Regions from separate parts of the Macaca mulatta genome. Here region 1 is linked to region 2. Evidence: chromatin contacts called from public Hi-C data. All regions are on one chromosome and are shown on one strand. Each heading gives the region's core, a stretch centred on a gene start, on an enhancer-like site or on the middle of the called end of the contact. The rest is flanking DNA. Distances are from core to core; before and after follow the strand shown.

Region 1 (6,039 bases), core at 896-3,395, 62 kb before region 2:
GAGCCGACTTCCCCAATCTTCCTCCCGCCCCCCGGAAACGGAGCGGGAAGTGCAAGAGGAAGCGCAGGGGAAACCCCTCCCTCGGACACAGCCCGGGCGGGACACCCGCGGCAGGAACTGGGGGGGGGGGGTGTCCCTTCGAAAACAGACCTGGCGTCTGCCCCAGCCCGCACCGGCACCGCCCCCCAAGCACCTAATTTTAAAAGGGGAGGTGCCTCTTGAAATTCACCCCACAAGGCGCACACCCTCCACACACACCCCCAGCTTCGACGGTGGCGGGTGGGGGGGAGCGACCAGAGGGGGAAGCTAGGCTGTTCGTGGGGTTGCCTAGGCAACCGTCACCCGGACCGAGAGCACCTCATTGGTGAAATGCCCCCACCCTAGCCCCGTTGCCAAGGCAACCGCATCCACGGCTGAGACCTGTAGGGTGGGTGACCCCACCCCCGGCCCCATCGCCCCCGCCCGACCCAGGCTCCCGCCCCTCCCCAGAACCGGCCCGGGTGGCTGTTTACAGGATTTGGGAAAAGCCGATTGGGAGCTAATAGGTTCTGGACAGCTCACCCCGGATAATCCCTGCTCCGGCTGCGCCCCATTAGCCGTCCGCCGCGGGTGGGGGTGACAACGGCGGGGAAGGCAGCCCCGAGCCGCTGCTCCCTCCAGCGCAGAGACCGCCCGCCCCGCCGCGCCCGCAGAAAGCCCGTGGGAGCCGCTCTCGAGTAATTACGGCTCCGCAACGAGGTCCCCGGCCCCGAGGCGCGGAGCTGCTCTCTCCCAGGCGCGGGCGGGAGGCCCCAGGCGGCCTGGCCCCGGCGCCCTGGACACCTGGGGGGCCCAGCCAGCGGGCTCGCGCCCGGGCCCCAGAGGCTTGGCTGGCTCCGCTCCGGGCGCCTGAGTCCTTCCCCACCCGCGGGACACCTGTGCGATCCGGCCGTACACACTGCACTCGGCCGACCCAGGCGTCCCCCACCCAGCTCCCACTTCCCCCAGGCACAGGGCGTTCCTATTCCCCACTGACATTTCCCCTCCTTGTAAGTTCAGCTTTCTACGCCAGTGCCAGGGGGTGACCCTCAAAATCGGGGTGTGGGGGGCGCAGGCAGAACTCCTTACTTCACCCAACCCCCAGGCCCGCACAAAGCCTCTTCCAGCTACTAGCAGCCCAGGCCTGGCGGCACCACCGGAGGCCCAGGGCAGAAGGAAGCAGGGCTGGAGAAAGAAACTGGGGGCGGGGGCGACGCTCTCAGCCCTCGGTCCCCATCACCCCGCAGGGCCCTCAGCAGCCCCCAGATTCCAGGGATATAGCAGCCAGGGTCCCATAGAGAAATGGGGGTGCCACCGCCTCCGCAGGTCTGGCGGGGCCCAGGAGAGGTGACGGGAGGGTCCCTGGATCTCGCAGCTGGAAGGCGCGGGCTGGTGCGGCGCTGCGAAGCGCAGTGGGCCTGGCCCTCCAGCCCCCACGACCTCCATTTTGCCCAAAAGAAAGCTGGGCGGGGGGCGGGTGCCTGGGAGCTGGGCTTCGGGTGGGGATCTGTAAAGGGAATAGGGCGCCGAGGGCTCCGGTTTCGGGGAGTGGGGCCAGAAACCACGAGCAGAACCCAAATCGGGGGTAGGGTGGAGACTAAAGGAAGGGTGGCGCGCGGCCTTGCCTGCTTCTCCCCGATTTTGGGGTTGTGCAAGGCGAGGGCCGGCAGGGGTGCGACAGTGGAGGACACGAGGGGTGCTCCCCAGGGGCAGGCGGGAGGGTGGCGGTGGGGAAAGGGGGCGGGGCGGGGCCTAGAGGAAGCCCCGAATTTAGCCCCCCAACTTCCAAGGGAGCAAGAGGCAGTCGGGGCTGGGCTGGGGTCTGGGGTCGGGCAAAAACTTCGCTGATGGTGCGGGGAAGTGCACACACCGTGGGGGGCGAGGGTCCCCCCCAGTTCCCCTTCCGGGTTTGGGAGCGACGGGGCCAGATAGGAAGGGAGGGGAGGTCTGGGGAGTTACGTCCGCTCCCAGGAGGCCAGCCCGGGGAGACCGAAGGAAGAGAGGTTCCCCTGCGGGAAATTGGGGCTGGGGGGCGCGAGGACTCCTTTTGCCAGCGGAGGTACCTGTGGCGGTGGGACTCTGCGGCGGGGTCGCTGGCGGCGCGCGGGCGGCGCTGTCTTCCTCCGCGGCGGAGGCGGCGGCGGCGCGGATGGATTTCCTCAGTGGCCCCAACCCCACCGCCAGCGCTGCCTCCCCAGAGCGGAGGGATCCCGCCCGCCAGTGACGCGGCTGCCGCCGCCGCGCCCAAGACCCGGCTGGGCGAGACCAACGCCTCGCACTTGGGGGAAGCCAGGAGACAAAACCCCACCGAGGGGGCAAAGACGGTCCCAGTGGCTCCCAAGGATCTCACCCTCACGCTATGTGGACGCAAACCGTACTCAAAGGGTTTGCTTCCCGGAAAGGAGTAAGACATCCCCCCTCTGGGACTGGAGGAGGTGGTACTGGCACATGAGGAGGGTGAGACCGCTTGCGGGTCACGTGATCGGTCTCCCGCCCCGCCTTGATTGGGTGGCTCTAGACTGGGAAGGGGAGTTCGACGCCCCATTTCCCGGTTGGGCCACGCCCCGGCCCTGTGGAGGCCACGCCCCCTCATCAGGGGGCGGAGCTAAAGAGAGCTGGACGGGGCCCGCCTTGAGGCGGCTGGAAGAAGAAGCGCGATTCCGAGAAAGTCCCCGAGCGTGAGTGGGTACGGGCTGATGCGGGCGCCCCGGGAATGCCATGAGAAGGGTCGTGCCCAGGCATTTCCTCAGCCTCGCCCACTGGGCTTTTGTAGACCCCCTTTCAGGGCTTGCCACTGTAATAACAACTCATATTTATTGAGTTCCACACTTTTTTTTTGAGACGGAGTCTGTCTCCCAGGCTGGAGTGCGATCTCTACTCACTACAACCTCCGCCTTCTGGGTTCAAGCGATTCTTCTGCCTCAGCCTCCCAAGTAGCTGGGTCTACAGGCGCCCGCCACCACACCCGGCTAATTTTTTGTATTTTTAGTAGAGACGGGGTTTCACCGTGTTATCCAGGATGGTCTCCATCTCCTGACGTCGTGATCCGTCTGTCTCGGCCTCCCAAAGTGCTGGGATTACAGGCGTGAGCCACCGCGCCTGGCCCCACACTTATTTTTTAATTGGAGTACAGTAACGTGATGGTAGGTCACTGCCACCTCCATCTCCTGGGCTCAAGTGATCTTCCTGCCTCAGCTTCCCTGGTACCTGGGACCACAGGCATGCCCCAGCCACCATGCCCGGCTAATTTTTAAATTTTTGGTAGAGGTGGGGTCTCCCTATGCTGCCCAGGCTGACATATGTTAAGTCTCACAATTCTGGGAAATTAAGTGCTAACATTCTCTCCATTTTCTTTCTTTCTTTCTTTTTTTTTTTTTTTTTTTTTTTGGTGAGACGGAGATTTACTCTTGTTGCCCAGGCTGGAGTGCATGACACGATCTCGGCTCGCTGCATCCTCCGCCTCCCAGATTCAAGCGATTCTCCTGCCTCAGCCTCCCGAGTAGCTGGGATTACAGGCATGTGCCACCACGCCTGGCTAATTTTGTATTTTTAATAGAGACGGGGTTTCACCGTATTGTCCAGGCTGATCTCGAACTCCTGACCTCAGGTGATCCGTCCGCCTCTGCTTCCCAAAGTGCTGGGATTACAGGCGTGAGTCACTGCGCCCAGCCTGTTTTTTTTTTTTTTTTTTTTTTTGGAGACAGGGTCTCACTCTATCGCCCAGGCTGCAGTGCAGTGGCATGATCTAGGCTCACTGCAACCTCTGCCTCCTGGGTTCAGGCAATTCTCTTGCCTCAGCCTCTGGAGTAGCTGGGATTACGGTGCCCGCCACCCTGCCCAGCTATTTTTTTTTTTTTTTTTTTTTTTTTTGTATTTTTAGTAGAGACGAGGTTTCACCATGTCGGCCAGGCTGCTCTCAAACTCCTGACCTCAGGTGATGTGCCCGCCTCAGCCTCCCAAAATGCTGAGATTACAAGCGTGAGCTACAGCACCCAGCCTTCTCCCCATCTTCTAGTAGTGGAAAGAGACCTGAGGCTGCAGAGTTTAGGTATGAACCCAGGCAGCCAAAACTTTACATTCCAGTATATCTGTACGAGCCTCTAGATGAACCCCCTCCTCCAGGGACTTTGTCTGTAAAGGGACAAGAATGTAGGTCTAGGCCTCAGTTTCCACATCTGTTAAATGGGGGTACTGACAGCATTTTCCCTGCAAGTCTCGGATTCTTACTGAGAACCCGATTGATTGTGGAACTGCTTTGGGAAGTTCAAGGCAATGAATAGCCTTCACTGAGTCCTTGTAATTTGAAAGTATAAAAACACGCAGCCATAAGAAAGAACAAGATGAGGCTCACACCTGTAATCCTAACACTGTGAGAGGCCAAGGTGGGCAGATCACTTGAGGTCAGGAGTTTGAGACGAGCCTGGCCAATATGGTGAAACCTTGTCTCTACTAAAAATACAAACATTAGCCGGGTGTGGTGGCACGGGCCTGTAATCTCAGCTACTGGGGGAGGCTGAGGCAGGAGAATTGCTTGAACACGGGAGGTGGAGGTTGTAGTGAGCCAAAATCACACCACTCACTGCACTCCAGCCTGGGCAACAGAGCAAGACTTTGACTCAAGAAAAAAAAGAAGAAAGAAAGATGAAAGGAGAAAAGAAAGTAAAAGAAAGAAAAGAAAAGGAAGGAAGGAAGGGAAGGAAAGCAAAAAAGAAAAGAAAGAGTAAAAAGAAGAAATCATGTCCTTTGCAGCAACATGGATGCAGAAAAGAAAGAAAGAAAGAGAGAGAGGGAGGGAAAGGAAAGGAAGGAAGGAAGAGAAAGAAAGAAAAGAAAGAGAGAAAGAAAAAGACGAGAGGGAAGGGAAGGAAGGAAGGAAGGAAGAGAAAGAAAGAAAAGAAAGAGAGAAAGAAAAAGACGAGAGGGAAGGGAAGGAAGGAAGCAAGACGGGAGGGAAGGGAAGAAAGGGAAGGAAGGAAGAAAGAAGTAAAGAAAGAAAAGGGGCGGAGGGAGGGAAGGGAGGGGGAGGGAGGGGACGGGAGGGGACGAGAGGGGAGGCGAGGTAAAAGAAAAGAAAAAAAAGAAGAAATCATGTCCTTTGCAGCAACATGGATGCAGCTAGAGGCTTTTATCCTAAGTGGATTAATGCAGGAACAGAAAACCAAATACTGCATGTTCTCACTTATAAGTAGGAGCTAAACATTGGGTACTTATGAACATAAAGATGGGAACAGTAGACACGGGGGATTACTAGAGGCGGGAAGGGTTGAAAAACTACCTATTGGGTACTGTACCCTGGGTGATGGGATCAATTGTACCCCAAACTTCAGCATCATGAGATACAACCATGTACATGGGTACATTCATGTGCACATGAATCAGAATCTAAAAAGACAAAATTATTTTTTAAAAAGTATCAAAACATACTGTTCATTTAGTCTCTGTGAAAGACATTACAAATCGTTTTTCTTTTTTTTTTTTTTTTTTTTTTTTTTTGAGACGGAGTCTCGCTCTGTTGCCCAGGCTGGAGTGCAGTGGCCAGATCTCAGCTCACTGCAAGCTCCGCCTCCCGGGTTCACGCCATTCTCCTGCCTCAGCCTCCCCAGTAGCTGGGACTATAGGCGCCCGCCACCTCGCCCGGCTAGTTTTTGTATTTTTTAGTAGAGACGGGGTTTCACCGGGTTAGCCAGGATGGTCTCGATCTCCTGACCTTATGATCCGCCCGTCTCGGCCTCCCAAAGTGCTGGGATTACAGGCTTGAGCCACCGCGCCCGGCCACAAATCGTTTTTCAAAAACAATTGTTTTTTCTTTTTCTTTTTTTTTTTCCCTGAGACCCAGTCTTGCTCTGTCACCCAGAACTGGAGTGCAATGGCACAATCTCAGCTCACTACACCCTCTGCCTCCTGGGTTCAAGCGAATCTCCTGTCTCAGCCTCCCAAGTAGCTGGGATTACAGGAGCGTGCCACCATGCCTGGCTAATTTTTACATTTTTAGTAGAGATGGGGTTTCATGTTGGCCAGGTT
Region 2 (5,925 bases), core at 614-3,113:
AGTTGGTACAGGGTTAATTGCTCAATACAGGTTTCTTATTGAACTGAACTGAGCTACAACACGATAGGAAGTACTGCGGTTACAGTCAAGGAAGAACTTTTTCCTCTAAGTAGAAGTCAGAAACTGAGGAAGCTGTAAGTCTTTTTCCCTCTCACCTGATATAAAATCTCAACTCGGAGGAATGTTTCCACCAAAAGACAAAAGACTGAACCAGGAGACTTACTCTTCAAATCCAGTTTATCTCATCTCTAGGGAGATGCTAGTTCCTGCCTCCCTACAGAACTCAAGATCCCCGTCTCCCAACTCACGTTCCTGGAAGTGTCTGGCCGTGGGTGGTGGTGTCCCAGCAGGAGGCCCTGGGTGAGGCGCTGGATCCGGCTGTCCCTGAAGCTCAAGGGGGTACGCTGGGGCTCTCAGAACAGAGGTAATGTCCTTGCGTCCCACCACGCGGCCCTCAGCTCCTTCCTCAGACAGCTCAATACGGAAGCGGTCCTGGACATCATAGTGGCTGGGAATGGGTGCCACATGGCGAATCACACTGGTCCCAAGGTAGGAGAGAAGCCCATTGGGGTGAAACGAGTGAGAGGCAGTAATCCTAGGAAATCTGAGCCTCCCCCCCAGAAGTCTCTCCTTTAGGGGCACAGACAGAGGGTAGGGCAAACAGGTGAAAGAGGGCAAGGTCTCAGACCTCAGACAACAGGTGGCAGCGACCTCTGGCTTCCATAAGCCTCCCCACCCTCCCAGCTCACTCACATGTCAATGCAAGACTGAGGCTTCACATATCCCTCTGCGTCAAACACCGTGTATTTGGCAGGTGCTGTGCACAGGACTGGGGGACAGAGACACACACAGACAAGCCCTGCCATGTGGGTCATTTGAGTCCCCTCTGCCTTCTGCCCGGCAGGCTGGACATGACTTTCCCAGTCCACCAAAGCTGGACGTCCAACCCTACCCATCTGACTCCTCCAGCCAACACAGCCCCCCAGTGCCCGGCCACCAGCCCCCAGATCCCTTGCACGAGGCGCCGATCCCTTTACCTCGGAATCGAAGCGCAGTTCCTGTGGGGTTATAGAGGGTCAGCAGCTGTCGGGGTCCGCTCCGCTGGTCCGCCCTGAATACTAGATCCGGGGGAAAGACCAGAACCGGGACAACGGGTCCCAAGGGAGGAGGGGCGCCCCGGGACCCCCGCCCAGGGGGCCCCGGACCCACCAGCTCCTGGTCCTGGGGCGCCCCACGGCGCATGCAGGCTCCGGGCGGTCGGACATCCGAGGGCAGAGCTCAGGGGACAGGGCCTAGAGTCGAGAGCTGGGGGGCGTGAGGGGCGAAAGGGGACAAGATGAGCTCCCGGGCCAGGGCCTGGACTGACGCCGCCGCCGCCTCGGAATCCCGCTAGATGGGACTCCCGCAGACCCAGGCCTAGGGCCCCCAAGACCTTCCCTCTTCCAGCTCTGCCCCAGGTTCCTTCGGACCCGCCAAGCCCCACCTCGACGGCCACGCCCACCCCGCTAAACCCGGCCCCTCGCAGCTCCCAACCCGGTCTTCTCCTCAGGCCCAGCTAGCGATCTCCATAAGCCCCGCCCCGCCGCTGGCCTCGCCCCTTCCGGGCGTTTCCGGACGCCCTCCTCCTCTCTCTGGCCAAACTCCGCGGGCTGCAGCGGCCGCCCGCGGAGCTACCTGTGACGCCTCCTGCTTCCTGGGAGACCTGTGTTTGCGTTTCCGGCCCCTCCCTAATCTCGGACACGGGCCCCGTCGGGCTTCTGCCTCAAAACGGCGGCTTGCGCTAGGATGCCTGCCTTGTGATCAAAGCACCTGACAGTCAGCTTGTGGTCAGACTAATGATGCCATGTTCCCGGGAGTCCTTTTGTATACTTCCGCCGTACGGCCTCTGTCATTGGCCAGGGCGTCTTTGTTTCTGCCGTAACTGTACGCCGATTGGTGTGCTGAAAGACCAAACAGAACGCCCTCCTTCTGTCGTCTGCGATTGGCTAGATTCCGGTGACGTAACAGTTTTCCTGGTCCTGAAGTAACTCAGGGAACCGGGGGCGGGGTTTCGAGTTGGGCTTTTTTTCTTCCTCCCTATTCTTGAGACGGTCCAAGTCAATCTCCCACCGGGAAGCCTTTTTCCTCCTCTTCAATTCCAGGCTCCCTTGGAAGCCTCTGCAGGAACCAAGCCTGTTTTCTTTTTTGCCTTTTTTTTTTGAGGCGAAGTCTCGCGCTGTCGCCCAGGCTAGAGTGCAATCTCGGCTCACTGCAACCATCGCCTCCAGGGTTCAAGCGATTCTCCTGTCCCAGCCTCCAGAGTAGCTGGGATTATAGGCGTGTGCCACCACGCCCGGGTAATTCTTTGTATTTTTAGTAGAGACAGGGTTTCACCATGTTGGTCAGGCTGGTCTCGAACTCCTGACCTCAGGCGATCCACTCGCCTCAGTCTCTCAAAGTGCTGCGATTACAGGCATGAGCCACCGTGCCCGGCCTCTCTGTCGCCCAGGCTTGAGTGCAGTGGTGCGATCATTGCTCACTGCAGCCTCCAACTCCTGGGTTCAAGGGATTCTCCTGCCCCAGCCTCCGAGTAGGTGGGATTACAGGTGCGCACCACCACACCCGGGTAATTTTTGTAATTTTTTGTAGAGACGATCTGGCTATGTTGTGCAGGCAGGTCTCGAACTCCTGGGCCCAAGCGATCCTCCCACTTAAGCCTCCCAAAGTGCATGAGAGCCACTGTCCCTCCCCCAGGCCCAAAGTCTGTTTTCTATGGGACTGGTTGGAGGCTCCTCCCATCTGGGACTCCAGCCTGAGTCTCACCTCCTGTTTCTCACCTTCCTGTAAGGGACGTGGGAAATCACTCACATTTGCACGGGGAATTAAGATTTGCTAATTTCAAACCCATGTTGTTCGAGTAATTATGTATTTTTAAAAAGGATTTGCTAAACCTTCCACTTTAATTGCATCGAATCTTCAACTCCTTTTACAGCCTGGATAAGGTGAAGAATCTGAGTCTCTCGGGGCACCCAGTTAGCGGTGGAACAAAGACAAAATTGATCTTAACGGAAAGTCTCCTCTGAACATGTTATGTAGAATTCCCATGTTCTCTTTTACATTTTCTTTCTTTCTTTCTTTCTTTTTTTGAGACAGTCTTGCTCTGTCACCCAGGCTGGAGGGCAGTGGTGCAATCATAGCTCCCTGCAGTCTCCACCTGCTTGGTTGGGCTCAACCGATCCTCCCGCCTCAGCCTTCTGAGTAGCTGGGACTACAGGCGTGTGCCTCCACACCTGGCTAATTTCATTTGTTTTTTTTTTTTTTTTAAGAGCACTTATAGTGATACATGACCTCCTATTTTATTGTTTCTCCTCCAGTAGAATGTTCTTCCCTTTCCACAAGAGCAGGGACTTTGTTTAGTTTTCTGTTGTATCTTTAGCACTTATGACAGTGCCTGCTATTTGGAATGAACAAATGAATGAGTGACTAGGATGAACTTTGAGCAGAGATCTGACTGGATTTAGGAAGTGAGCCATGAGATATATCTATGGCAGAGAATTCTGGATAGAGGAAACAGCAAAGGCCTAAAACAGAAGTGTACTAGAAATGGACCACAAGGCCGGGTGTGGTGGCTCATGCCTGTAATTCCAGCACTTTGGGAGGCCAAGGCAGGCGGATCACGAGGTCAGGAATTCGAGATCAGCCTGACCAACATAGTAAAACCCCGTCTCTACTAAAAATACAAAATTAGCCGGGCGTGGTGGCATGTACCTGTAGTCCCAGCTACTCAGGAGGCTGAGGCAGGAGAATCGTTCGAATTCGGGAGGTGGAGGTTGCAGTGAGCCGAGATAGCGCCACTGCACTCCAGCCTGGGCGACAGAGCGAGACTCCGTCTCAAAAAAAAAAAAAGGGGGCAACAAACTGTGAAGTTGCCAATGTGGCTGGAACAGATGATACACAGGAGACAGTAGACATGAAGCTGTGGCCGGGCGCGGTGGCTCACGCCTGTAATCCCAGCACTTTGGGAGGCCGAGGCGGGCGGATCACAAGGTCAGGAGATCGAGACCACGGTGAAACCCCATCTCTACTAAAAATACAAAAAATTAGCCGGGCGCGGTGGCGGGCGCCTGTAGTCCCAGCTACTCAGGAGGCTGAGGCAGGAGAATGGCGTAAACCCAGGAGGCGGAGCTTGCAGTGAGCCGAGATCGCACCACTGCACTCCAGCCTGGGCGACAGAGTGAGACTCTGTCTCAAAAAAAAAAAAAAAAAAAAAAAAAAAAAAAAAAAGACATGAAGCTGTGAGGCAGGAGAGAGAATGCAGATGATATAGGGCCTTGAACCCTTGGTAAGACTTGGGAAACTACGGGAAAGTTTTGAGTAAAGGAGGGACAAGATGTGACATATCGGCCAGGCGTGGTGGTTCATGCCTGCAATTCTAGCACTTTGGGAGGCCAAGGTGGGGTGAATCACCTGAGGTTGGGAGTTTGAGACCAGCCTTACCAACGTGGAGAAGCCCTGTCTCTATTAGAAATACAAAATTAGCCAGGCGTCGGCCGGGCGCGGTGGCTCAAGCCTGTAATCCCAGCACTTTGGGAGGCCGAGACGGGCGGATCAGGAGGTCAGGAGATCGAGACCATCCTGGCTAACACGGTGAAACCCCGTCTCTACTAAAAAATACAAAAAACTAGCCGGGCGAGGTGGCGGGCGCCTGTAGTCCCAGCTACTCGGGAGGCTGAGGCAGGAGAATGGCGGGAACCCGGGAGGCGGAGCTTGCAGTGAGCTGAGATCCGGCCACAGCACTCCAGCCTGGGCGACAGAGCGAGACTCTGTCTCAAAAAAAAAAAAAAAAAAAAAAAAAAAAAAAAAAATTAGCCAGGCGTGGTGATGCACCCCTGTAATTCCAGCTAGTCGGGAGGCTGAGGCAGGCAAATCACTTGAACCCAGGAGACAGAGTTTGCAGTGAGCCGAGATTACACCATTGCACTCCAGCCTGGGCAACAAGAGTGAAACTCTGTCTCAAAAAAAACAAAAACAAAAAACAAACAGCGACATATGTTCTTTTCTTTTTTATGTTACATTATTTTTTGAGACGGAGTCTCACTCTGTTGCCTAGGTTGGAGTGCAATGGCATGATCTCAGCTCACTGCAGTCTCCACCTCTTGAGTTCAAGCAATTCTTTTGCCTCAGTCTCCTGAGTAACAGGCGCTGGCAACCATGCCCAGCTAAATTTTTTTGTATTTTTAGTAGAGACGGGCTTTCACCATGTTGGCCAGGCTGGTCTCAAACTCCTGACCTCAAGTGATCTGCCTGCCTTGGCCTCTCAAAGTACTGGGACTACAGGCGTGAGTCACCGCGCCCAGCCAAGACGTGACATATTTTCTTTTTACCTTTTTAGAGAAAGTCTTACTCTGTTGCCTGGAGTACAGTGGTGTGATCATAGGTCACTGCAGCCTCAGAGTCCTAGGCTCAAGCACGCCTCCCACATCAGCCTCCTGAGTAGCTGGGACCACAGATGAGTACCATCACGCCCAGCTAATTATTTTTTGTAAAGACAGAATCTGGCCATGTTGCCCAGGCTGATCTGAAACTTCTGACCTCAAGTGATCCTCTCACCTCAGCCTCTCAAAGTGCTGGGATTACAGGCATCAGCCACTGCACCTGGCCTGTGACTTCTTTTTTTTTTTTTTTTTTTGAGACAGGGTCTCACTGTGTTCCTCCAGGTGGAGTACAGTGGCATAGTCACAGTTCACTGCAGTCTTACCTCCCCGGATCAAGTGGTCCTTCCACCTCAACTTGAGTAGCTGGGACTACAGGTGTCCACCACCACGCCTGGCTAATTTTTGTATTTTTTTTGTGGAGAGGGGTTTTGCCATGTTGCCCAGGCTGGTCTTAAACTCTTGGCCTCAGCAATCCTCCTGACTCAGCCTCCCATAGTGCTGGGATTACAGC

The links. A called contact is a pair of places that touch in the nucleus more often than the background predicts.
Region 1: a contact with region 2 is called in a Hi-C map of fetal cortex germinal zone, with 2.2 times the contacts expected there. The contact joins the promoter of GNB2 here to the promoter of MOSPD3 in region 2. A contact is called at or near these places in 5 of 14 Hi-C or Micro-C datasets (CD4 T cells, blood, cortical neurons and 2 more).

What each region holds. Positions count from the first base shown.
Region 1 is chr3:47,878,703-47,884,741 of T2T-MMU8v2.0, reverse strand. It overlaps GNB2 (G protein subunit beta 2), which reads right to left and starts at 2,145. Exons shown (of 10, transcript XM_077996420.1): 1 at 562-2,145.
Region 2 is chr3:47,816,092-47,822,016 of T2T-MMU8v2.0, reverse strand. It overlaps MOSPD3 (motile sperm domain containing 3), which reads right to left and starts at 1,863. Exons shown (of 6, transcript XM_077996398.1): 1 at 1,810-1,863; 2 at 1,038-1,305; 3 at 754-829; 4 at 309-538. The coding sequence starts at 1,242.